Regions from separate parts of the Sus scrofa genome. Here region 1 is linked to region 2. Evidence: chromatin contacts called from public HiChIP or PLAC-seq data. All regions are on one chromosome and are shown on one strand. Each heading gives the region's core, a stretch centred on a gene start, on an enhancer-like site or on the middle of the called end of the contact. The rest is flanking DNA. Distances are from core to core; before and after follow the strand shown. Region 1 holds the start of LOC100511183 (intercellular adhesion molecule 5). Region 2 holds the start of ICAM3 (intercellular adhesion molecule 3).

Region 1 (4,799 bases), core at 2,040-4,539, 39 kb before region 2:
ACAATAACACCTGGTGACATGCCTAAATATGGGTGCTCACTCCTTGATAGCTAAACCATGGAGTCCCAGTAAACTATGCCCAACCCCCGCGTGCCCCTTTCTTGTCCTACTTGTTTCTGTCTCAGTAGGACATTGCAAAAACAGAACACTCTAAGGCTCCAGATTCCTGCGTGGATGAGGGTCCTGCAAGCAGTGGGGAGGAGAGGCCTAGGAGAACCCCGCTGGGCTCTGGAATCCTCTCCCTTGTACTAATAAAGCTATTTCATCCTCCCAGCCTTGTGTGAATTGATGGGAAGTGTTTCCTCCAGCTGGAGTCCTTTCTAGCCTGTCCTCCCACTTCCTGTCCCAAGAATAGGCTGCTGGTTCAAGGCCCAACCCTCAAGCTATAATCCAAATCTGGGGTATATTAGGGCCTTTTGGGACTGAAAATTAAAGACCTCTCTCCAGAAAAAAAAAAAAAATACAACGTTTGGTTTTGGATGGGGTCTAGGATCCCTTTTTTTTTTTTTTTTTTTTTTTTGGTCTTTTTGCTATTTCTTGGGCCGCTCTCGCGGCATATGGAGGTTCCCAGGCTAGGGGTCATATCGGAGCTGTAGCCACCGGCCTACGCCAGAGCCACAGCAACTGCGGGATCCCAGCCGCGTCTGCAACCTACACCACGGCTCACGGCAACGCCGGATCGTTAACCCACTGAGCAAGGGCAGGGATCGAACCTGCAACCTCATGGTTCCTAGTCGGATTCGTTAACCACTGCACCACGACGGGAACTCCTAGGATCCTATTCTTAAGCCATGGGAGCAGGCGATTTTACTGCCAAGGCCCCTGGGCCCCTCGGAAACTCCGTCTTTCTCCCACGTGCCCGGGTGGGGCTGAAGAGGCGGTGCTTCGGGCCTCCTTATCTCCAGAGCCAGCCTTGGCTCCCTGGCGCGGGGCCCCTCAGTCCGGGCTTTTTGCCATGGGGTCTCTGTTCCTCCTCTTGGTTCTGCTTTTGCTGTCGCCCTCTTCCCCGCGAGGCGGGAGCGCGCGGAGGCGCCGGAGTGCGCGGTCGCACGGCCCCGGAGGCAGTTCTCCCGCGCCCTCGGAGACCTCAGCACTTTTCTGGGTGCTCATCAGTCCCGAGTTCAAGGCCGTGCCGCCGGGGGGCTCAGTGTGGCTCAACTGCAGCAGCAGCTGCCCGCAACCAGAGGGTTCCAGCCTCCACACCGAGCTGCGGCGGGGGGAGACGCTCAGTGGACCACGTTGGGTATCCTACCAGCTGCTGGATGTGAGGGCCTGGAGCTCCGATGTGCACTGCTTCGTCACCTGCGCCGGAGAAACTCGGGGGGCGACCGCCAGGATTACCGCCTACAGTGAGGGACAGGGGCTTAGGCCGGGCTGGGGTGCGGGGAGGGGGATGGAGCGGGGGTAGTTGACAGTCGCGCTAGGGGGAGCCCTCAGACCTTGCCTAGCGGCCCCCTCTTGCTTTAGAACAGCCACGCAGCGTGATCCTGGAGCCTCCGGTCTTAGCAGGCGGCGAGTACACTCTGCGCTGCCATGTGACGCACGTGTTCCCGGTGGGCTTCCTTGTGGTGACTCTGAGGCGCGGGGGCCAGGTCATCTACTCCGAGAGCCTGAAGCGCTTCACCAGCCTACATCTGGCCAACGTGACGCTGACATACGCGTTAAGCGTCAGGCCCGGTGACTTTGGGCAGCCTGTTACCTGCCACGCCCGCCTCAATCTCGACGGCCTGGTGGTCCTCAGTAGTTCGGCACCCATGACGCTGCCAGTTTTCGGTGAGGCACCCTTATAATCCTGGGAGGAGTAGAGAAGGGTTATGACCCCAAGAGGTGCGGGCCAAGCGAAAGCATGTCCATGTGGGTCCTCACATCTGCAAGTGCTCTGTTCCTAATTCTCCCCTTCCACCCCCAGCTTGGAGCCCTGCGTCCAAAGCCTTGGCCTTCACCTCCATCGCAGCCCTTGTGGGAATCCTTCTTGTCATGGGCATCCTTTGCATGCATAAGTACCTACTGATACAGTCTCAGAGGTAGAGGCAGTGGTCCATGCTGGCTGAGCTGGAGGAAAAAGGAATCTGGAACAATTTGTGGAACCTTGCCTGGATCAATAAAGTCTTCCTCAGCCAGCTTCTACCCTTGGGCATAAAGGTCCCCCATTAGCGCACCTCCTCTAACCAAGTGGTCTTGTTTTTTGGCCTTGCCTCTATCATTTTCTCCAAGTTCCTTTTTTCCTTGAGGGCATCTTAGGTTTCCTAACTCTGATCTCCCAAACCGGAGCTGCAATCCCTCTGCATTCCCAGCCGGTGTAGTAAAAACCTTCCACAGGAATTATCAGTGCAGAGCAGAAGGGCAAATCCTGGGCCTTGGGAGGCTTTAGGCTGTGGGAAGGCTTGTTCCTGGTATGGCTTCTCCTGATTGGCTCCAGAGCTACCAGCAGCAGCTCTCATTGGATGTTAAGTTTCCTTCCCCCTTCCACTTTAGACTCTGCATTTTCCTCGAGGTAGGAGTGGGATGAGAACTAATCCCCCTATTTCACCATTAGCTCTGGGGGTGAGAGCACAGATGGGTGGGGTCATATGTACTTTTGGGGGAACATGGATACACAGAACAAATACCATGTGGTGACTGTGGTAAGGAACAACCATATGGTGGTGTGTGTTGTGTGTGTGTGTGTGTGTGTGTGTCAGACTCGCTTCCTGGCAACGTCGGGATGGTCACTGGGCCTGGTGGGTACATGGGGGTGCCCAGATGCGGGGGTCAACTGTTAGTCTCTTGATCTCGCGTGGACACAGAATCTGGGCCTGTACTGGATGCCTGGCAAGGCCCTCATGGTTCCAGGGCCCCAGCCGCCGCGCAGAAAGCGGATTGAGGTGCTCTTTGGCAGCTCCTGCTCACACACGCAGCGTAGACACGTGCCCGCTGCACGCTGGGTAAATACAGACCCAGAGCAGAGCCGACCCTAATTTAGATGCCCGAGAACGCTGCGCGCACGCACACGTGTTCCCAACTCGCTGTCACTTTCATCCCCGCCCCTTCTGTCGCGTGCGGGGGCGGAGTCAGAGAGGGAATAGGGCGTGGCTGTAACCCTCAGCTCCCAGGGGTCAAAAGGGGAAGGATCTGTGAAAGAGGCATCCCCACCTCCTCCCCTATAACAGTCTCCTTCACAGCCTGAGCTTCTCAAATCTCTTCTAGCCCCCTAATCAATCCCCGCCCCAAGGAGCGCTAGTAGGAGGGGCTAAATACGGAGGCGGAGCTCGGAGTCTAGCTCATTATCATAGCATCTAAGCAAGGGGTGGGGTGGGGGTTTGAGAAGGGCAAACCTGCATCCCACCCACCTCCGCGTCGCCGCGGAGAATGACGCGGGAGCGCGCAGCCGCCCCCAGAAGGCTCCGGGCGATGGGGCTGGCCTTCACGTAGACCCCGGGGGTCGCTCGCTCCTGCTAGCACGCCTTCACCAAGGCCGGGAGCCTGGCTCACGCTCGCCCTCCCGCCCCCCTGCCGCCTCTGCTGCCGCCCCCACCTTGGAAACCAAGTTACCAACGTTAAACCAATCCCCGAGCGCAACTCAGCCTCCTCCACACCCCACCCGCCGCGCCGCGCCGTCCTCTAGCCCAGCTCAGCGCTCGCGCTCCCCTCGCCTCCTGCGCTTCCCCCGCGGCGGCGATGCCAGGGCCCTCGCCAGGGCTGCACCGGGCGCTGCTCGGCCTCTGGGCTGTCCTGGGCCTGGGGCTCCTCGGCCTCTCAGGTAAGAGCCGGTCCGGCTCAGGGTGGACAGGGCGGGGGCGGAGTTCCTCGACCTGCGAAGCGGCCACTAGCCTCTTCTCGCTCCGCCCTCGCCTCGCTCCCACGCTTCTGCCCCCACCTTGAGCCTCGGGCCTTCTCTATCCCTCTTCCCCTCAACACACGCTAGAGATCCAGCTTCCTGGCTCCTCGCTCGTCCCTACCTTCGAGATCCTGGGCGATCTTCTGCACCCAACCTCGAGCTCTGGAGACCCCATATCTCCCTGGTCCCCTCTGGGGTACTTCCTCACGCTCTGCTATGCACCATGGTCCACGGACTGGCATCTTACCCACTCATAATCCGTGAAGACCCCATCTCACCAACTGCCATGAGTCAGAGGCGCTGTTTCAGCTCACTCAGAGCCCTGGCAACCGAGTCCTTTAGCTGTTCCCGCGGTTCCTTCCACGAGCCCAGCCCCATGTCCTCTTTCTTTACTCTTCACCCGGGTTTGGAATCCTTCTTTATCCTTGACTCACCCTCATCTCTCTTTTGGCCCTGCTTCAACCAGAGTTTCCCCCTCTCCTGGCCGAGAACCCTGAGAACAAGTTGGTTTCCTTTCCCCAACCCGGGGTCCCCTCCTTCCAACATTGCTGTGTGCATTGAAGACCCCGTTTTTCCTCTCATCTCTACCCTCCCCCATGCTTCCTCATCGCTCCTTCAGCACCTTTGAGAGTAGGGCTCTTTGCTGCCGTGTACCAGAGGCACCCTCGAGGTTTGGACGGTGGGAGCGTGCTTGTAAACCTCAGGCCTGGGCAGGACTCGGGAATCCTGAGTTTTTTTTTCCTGATTGTGGCCTCTACTCATTCCTCGGGAATCCCTGACTTGGCATAGGGGCACTTAGATCTCAGGGAGGTGGCTCTCAGGCTGAGCTCGCGTTTCTCTGGGCAGCGGTAGCACAGGAGCCTTTCTGGGCGGACCTGCAGCCCCGCGTGGCGCTCGTGGAACGCGGGGGATCGCTGTGGCTGAATTGCAGCACCAACTGCCCACGACCAGAGCGCGGTGGCCTGGAGACCTCGCTTCGCAG
Region 2 (5,261 bases), core at 1,535-4,034:
AACACCAGATCCAAGCCACATCTTGCAAACTTCACTGCAGTTTGTGGCAAGGCCAGATCCTTAACCCTCTGAGCATAGCCAAGGATCAAACCCACATCCTCACAGACACTATATCAGGTTCTTAACACACTGAGCCACAATCGGAACTCCCTATCAGGGCTTTTGAATGAGCACCTACGTGTCAACACTTAAAAGAGCAGCCATTCATCTACAACATTAGGTAGGTGGAGGTTTGACATTTACCCCTTTTAAAATATTTTTTGATATTGAAGCCATATGAATTTATTACCTGCCATAAAAATCAAAATAATAAGAAACATGAGATCTCATTTTTAAAATGCATGTAGTTTCGGCTGTGGCACAGTGGGTTAAAAATCCAACTGCAGGAATTCCTCTCCTGGTGCAGCCAAAATGAATCTGACTAGGAACCATGAGGTTGTGGTTTCAATCCCTGGCCTCGCTCAGGGGGTTAGGGATCTGGCGTTGCTGTGAGTGGTGTAGGTTGTAGATACAGCTCAGATCTGGCATTGCTGTGGCTGTGGTACAGGGCAGCTGCTGTAGCTCCGATTACACCCTAGCCTAGGAACCTCATATGCCTCGGGTGTGGCCCTAAAAAGACAAAAAAAAAAAAAAAAAAAAAAAAAAAAAAAAGAATCCAACTGCAGTGGCACCTGTCATTGTGAAGGCACAGGTTTAATCTCTGCCTGGCACAGTGGGTTAAAGGATCCTGCATTGCTGCAGCTGTGGTATAGGTCACATATGTGGCTCAGATTCAGTCCCTGGCCCAGGAACTTCCATGTGCCATGGGTGTGGCCATTAAAAAAAAAGTTGGAGTTTCCTATAGCCTACTGGATTAAAGATCCAGCATTGTCACTGGTTACTCCTGTGGCTTGGGTTTGATCCCTGGCCCAGGGAATTCTGCATGCTGTGGGTGTGGCAAAAAAAAAAAAAAAAAAAAAGCTTGTTGGGACCCAAATAAATTGATTTCACAGCTGCTGCCTTGGCAGGTGGTTGGGATGCACCTCTCTCTCTCTCTCTCTCTCTCACACACACACACACACACACCCTCCAGACCTGAGCTCTGGGTCAGAGCCCTAGTCCATTCCTGCAAACTCAGTGCCCCCCCCACTGCCCCCCATCCCCTGCACTACTGGTCATCTACCCCCACTACTGCCCGAGGCCAGCCCCACTTCCAGGCACAGCCACTCACGGTAGATGGTGATGTTAGAGGATCTTACTATCTGGAAGTCATCGCAGAGGCCAAAGCAGAAGAACTGGGTGTCACCAGTCACATTGTTGAGTTGGAAGGCTGCCCAGCCCCGGCCACTGCCCACCGGCTCCCAGAGTAGGTACGTCTCTACGGAGATGAGTTTAGCATGGAGGCAATCTGTACTGCAGTTTACCAAGACAGACTCTCCAGGAAGCACTGCTGGGGGCTGCAGCTCCACTCTCATCTGGAACTCCTGCCCCTGAGCACCTGCAAGAATTAAGGGAAACTCTGCTGGGGGCTCCAATGCCCCGCAACCCACGCATCCCATCTGCAGCAGGCCCCACCATTCGGCACCTCCTCTTGTTGAGATGGTCCCTGCCTTCCAGGTGTTTCGGTTTAGTGGAGAAATACATTCAATGAACCAGGAACGCAAGAGAACTGGGACAGAGGCCAGAGGAGACCCTGATCCAGTCACCAGGAGAAAGTGAGTCAGGGAAGGCCTCCTGGAGGAGAGGACCACTGTGGCCAGTTTTTTTTTTTTTTTTAATTTTCCCACTGTACAGCAAGGGGGTCAGGTTATCCTTACTTGTATACATTACAATGTGGCCAGTTTTAAAGGTTTAAGGAGTTATCCAAGTGAAAGGGTGATCCTGGCAGCTGGAAGAGCACAGGCAGAGGTGGAGGCTCCAGATGGAGCAGGGAGAGGTGCAGGTGTGCATGTGTGTTTTCGTGTTTGCATGCGTGTTTTCGTGTTCGCATGCATGTATGTGCATTTGTGTGTGTGTGTGTTTTGTGGAGGTGGCGGGGAACAAGTCAAATGCAGGGTTGGGCCTTAGGGAGCCCTGAGGGCTGAGTGCAGGAGCCATCACTCTCTCCCAAGGACATTGGTGAGCCCCCCAGCAGATCAGAGCTAAAGAAGCGTAAGTTGGGAGTTCTCTGATGGCCTAGCAGGTTGAGGCTCCTGCGTTCTCACCGCTGTGGCTCTGGTTGCTGCTGTGCTGCTGTCCTGGCCCAGGAATTCCCACATACTGCCTGTGTGGCAAAAAAGAAAAAAAAATATACAAAAAAACCCAAAGAGAGAACCTGAAATAAACGTTGCAACTCTCATTTAAAAAAAAAAAAAAAAAAGCGTAAGTTACCACAGCCCCAGGCAGCAGGGTGTGAGATGCTCTGTGGGCCTTCCCCTCCCCTCCCAATTCCCCAATTCCAGCCCTCCCCTGTACCTCACCTGGGGGTAGTAGACAGGCAACTAGAAGCAGAGAGATGAGGAAAATCCAGTAGGCCCCGGACGGCAGCCACGATGGCACCATGGTGGCCATCCTGCAGGAGGAAGTTGCCTTAATGAGGTGCTGGCTACCACGGAGCAAGCGAGTCACCCAGGGGAAGGAAGCACAGTCACTGCAGTTACGAAGGCTGCAGTCCAGGGGCCGCACCTTGTCCAGTCCTGGGGAGGGGCAGGGGATACTCTGTCCCCCCCGGGGTTCCGAGTTGGGGGGCCCAATGGGGTGGAAGGCTCTGGCAAGCCTCTGAGAGGGCAGACCTCAGTTAAACCCTGATCCCACATGAACCCACAGGAAGTGCTAACACTATCATCTTCCTTTGTTAACAGCACTGGAAAGCCTTAGGGGGAGGGGTGTGAAACATCTTCCTGTTGAACTTTGGTGAAGTGGGGCAGATGCTCTGTCCCAAGCAGGAAGTTACTGGGGGATATTCAGACACTTGCCTCGAAGTGATAGATAGGGTGGGACTTCAAGGCAACATTTCAAGGAGGCAACCATGAGCAGACTTGAGGAGTTAGCATGAGATCTCAACCTTCCTGGGGGGCAAAGAAGAGATTTGGAGGTGATAATGAGAGACCGCCTAAGATGAGTGAAGCCATGACAATGAACAGAGCTCACACTGATTGGGCACTTGTGCCAGGCTCTGTGTTGGCTGCCCCAATGATTCCTATGGGGGCCACTTACCTTTGTTTATTTATTTATTGTCTTTTTTTTGCTATTTCTTTGGGCCGCTCCTGCGGCATATGGAGGTTCCCAGGCTAGGGGTCGAATTGGAGCTGTAGCTGCCAGCCTACGCTAGAGCCACAGCAACGCGGGATCCGAGCCGCGTCTGCAGCCTACACCACAGCTCACAGCAACGCCGGATCGTTAACCCACTGAGCAAGGGCAGGGACCGAACCCGCAACCTCATGGTTCCTAGTCGGATTCGTTAACCACTGCGCCACGACGGGAACTCCTATTTATTGTCTTTTTGTCTTTTTAGGGCTGTACCCGCGGCATATGGAGGTTCCCAGGCTAGGGGTTGAATCGGAGCTGTAGCTGCTGGCCTATGCCACAGCCACAGCAAAGCAGGATCCCTGCCGCATCTGCAACCTACACCATAGCTCATGGCAATGCTGGTCCCAGAACCACTGAGCAAGGCCAGGGATCGAACCCACAACCTCATGGTTCCTAGTCAGATTCGTTTCTGCTGCACCACAACGGGAACTCCCAGGGCCCCTTACCTTTGAGGGTCTTGGGGGAAGGTCCCCACATTCCCTGGGTGCAGTGCCGAGGTGGGGTGTGTGGAGATGGCTAAATCTGGAACCACCGTTTGCCAAGGGGCTATTTGTAACCCCTTCCCCCTATCCCCATCCCCCCTTGCCCTTCCCTCCAGAGAGGTGGTCTTTATCCAAGAGAAGGGACTGCGGGGTGGGGGTCGGGTGGGCATATCCCCTCCATCAGCTCCATTTCTCAGACCACTGACCTGTCTCCTGTGCCTCTGCTCTGAGCTCCAGAGAGGGACTTTGTTGAGGGCTATGATGGTGTTTTCCCCAGTGGCTGCGACACTGCATTCTCCCACCAGCTGAGCATGAGTGTTTCAGTTTCGCTACATCCTTGTCAACACTTGCTGTTTCCTATGTGCTTTTCCTCAGCATTCATCTACTCTCCGAATCCCTGAGGCCACACCTCCTCTCCTCTCACCTGGAACAAGCTCTTGCAATCAGATCTCTCCTTGCCTGCCCTGCCTCCGCCAAGTCCATTTCCCCCATGGTACTCAGAGAATAACTAAATCAAAAGTTTTTGTAAATAATATATTTGATAAAGCACTAATATCTAAATCAAAAGTTTTTGTAAATAATATATTTGATAAAGCACTAATATCTAGTTTATAAAGAATGCCTACAACTTGACAACCACAAAACCAACACAGAAATGGGCAAAGAAAAAAAAAGCAAAACTGGGCAAAGACACAACACTTCTCCAAAAAAGCTATACAAATGGCAAATAAACACACGAACAATGCTCAACATCACAAGTCATTAGGGAAATGTAAATCAACACCACAGCAGCATAGCCCTTCACACCTCTGAGGAACATAGGAAAACACACATAGGAAACAGCACATAGGAAACAGCAAGTGTTGACAAGGATGTAGCGAAACTGAAACACTCATACTCAGCTGGTGGGAGAATGCAGTGTCGCAACCACTGGGGAAAACAGTTTGGTGGTTCCTCAAGAGGTTAAACAGAAGAAGTCCCCAGTGCGCCTCAGCGTTAACAAAGCTGGCTAGTATCCAGGAGGACCCGGGTTCGATCCCTGGCCTTGCTCAGTGGGTTAAAAGATCTGGCATTGCTGTGAGCTGTGGTGTAGGTCACAGAAGTGGCTTAGGTTCTGCATTGCTGTAGCTGTGGCTGTGGCTGGCAGTTGCAGCTCCAATTTGACCCCTAGCCAGAGAACTTCCATATGCCATAGGTGTGGCCCTAAAAACCAAAAAAAAAAAAAAAAAAAAAAAAAAGCAACGGAGAGAGAGAGAAGTTAAGCAGAATTATATGACCCAACAATTCCACTCCTAGAAATATATACCCAAAAGAACTGAAAGCAAGGATTCAAATAGATAATTGCACACCTATGTTCATAGTAGCATTAGCCGAAAGGTGCAAACAACCCAAATTCTGTCCCACAACATAAAACTGGATAAACAAATGTGGTGGGTACATATAATGGAATGTTATGCAGCCTTAAAAGGAGTGCAATCCTGACACCTGCTACCACAAAGATGAAACTTAAAA

Evidence for each region. HiChIP or PLAC-seq counts read pairs in DNA pulled down with a chosen protein or histone mark.
Region 1: an H3K27ac HiChIP or PLAC-seq map of alveolar macrophages shows a contact between it and region 2. The contact joins the promoter of LOC100511183 here to the promoter of ICAM3 in region 2. A contact is called at or near these places in 1 of 5 promoter capture datasets (liver) and 1 of 2 datasets of contacts at active chromatin or transcription factors (alveolar macrophages).

The regions. Positions count from the first base shown.
Region 1 is chr2:69,107,934-69,112,732 of Sscrofa11.1, forward strand. LOC100511183 (intercellular adhesion molecule 5) reads left to right here and starts at 3,290. Exons shown (of 11, transcript XM_005654856.3): 1 at 3,290-3,739; 2 at 4,664-4,799. The coding sequence starts at 3,658. It overlaps ICAM4 (intercellular adhesion molecule 4), which reads left to right and starts at 677. Exons shown (of 3, transcript XM_003123246.5): 1 at 677-1,349; 2 at 1,468-1,773; 3 at 1,910-2,120. The coding sequence starts at 956. The coding sequence ends at 2,028.
Region 2 is chr2:69,147,437-69,152,697 of Sscrofa11.1, forward strand. It overlaps ICAM3 (intercellular adhesion molecule 3), which reads right to left and starts at 2,785. Exons shown (of 5, transcript NM_001145379.2): 1 at 2,439-2,785; 2 at 1,211-1,477. The coding sequence starts at 2,529.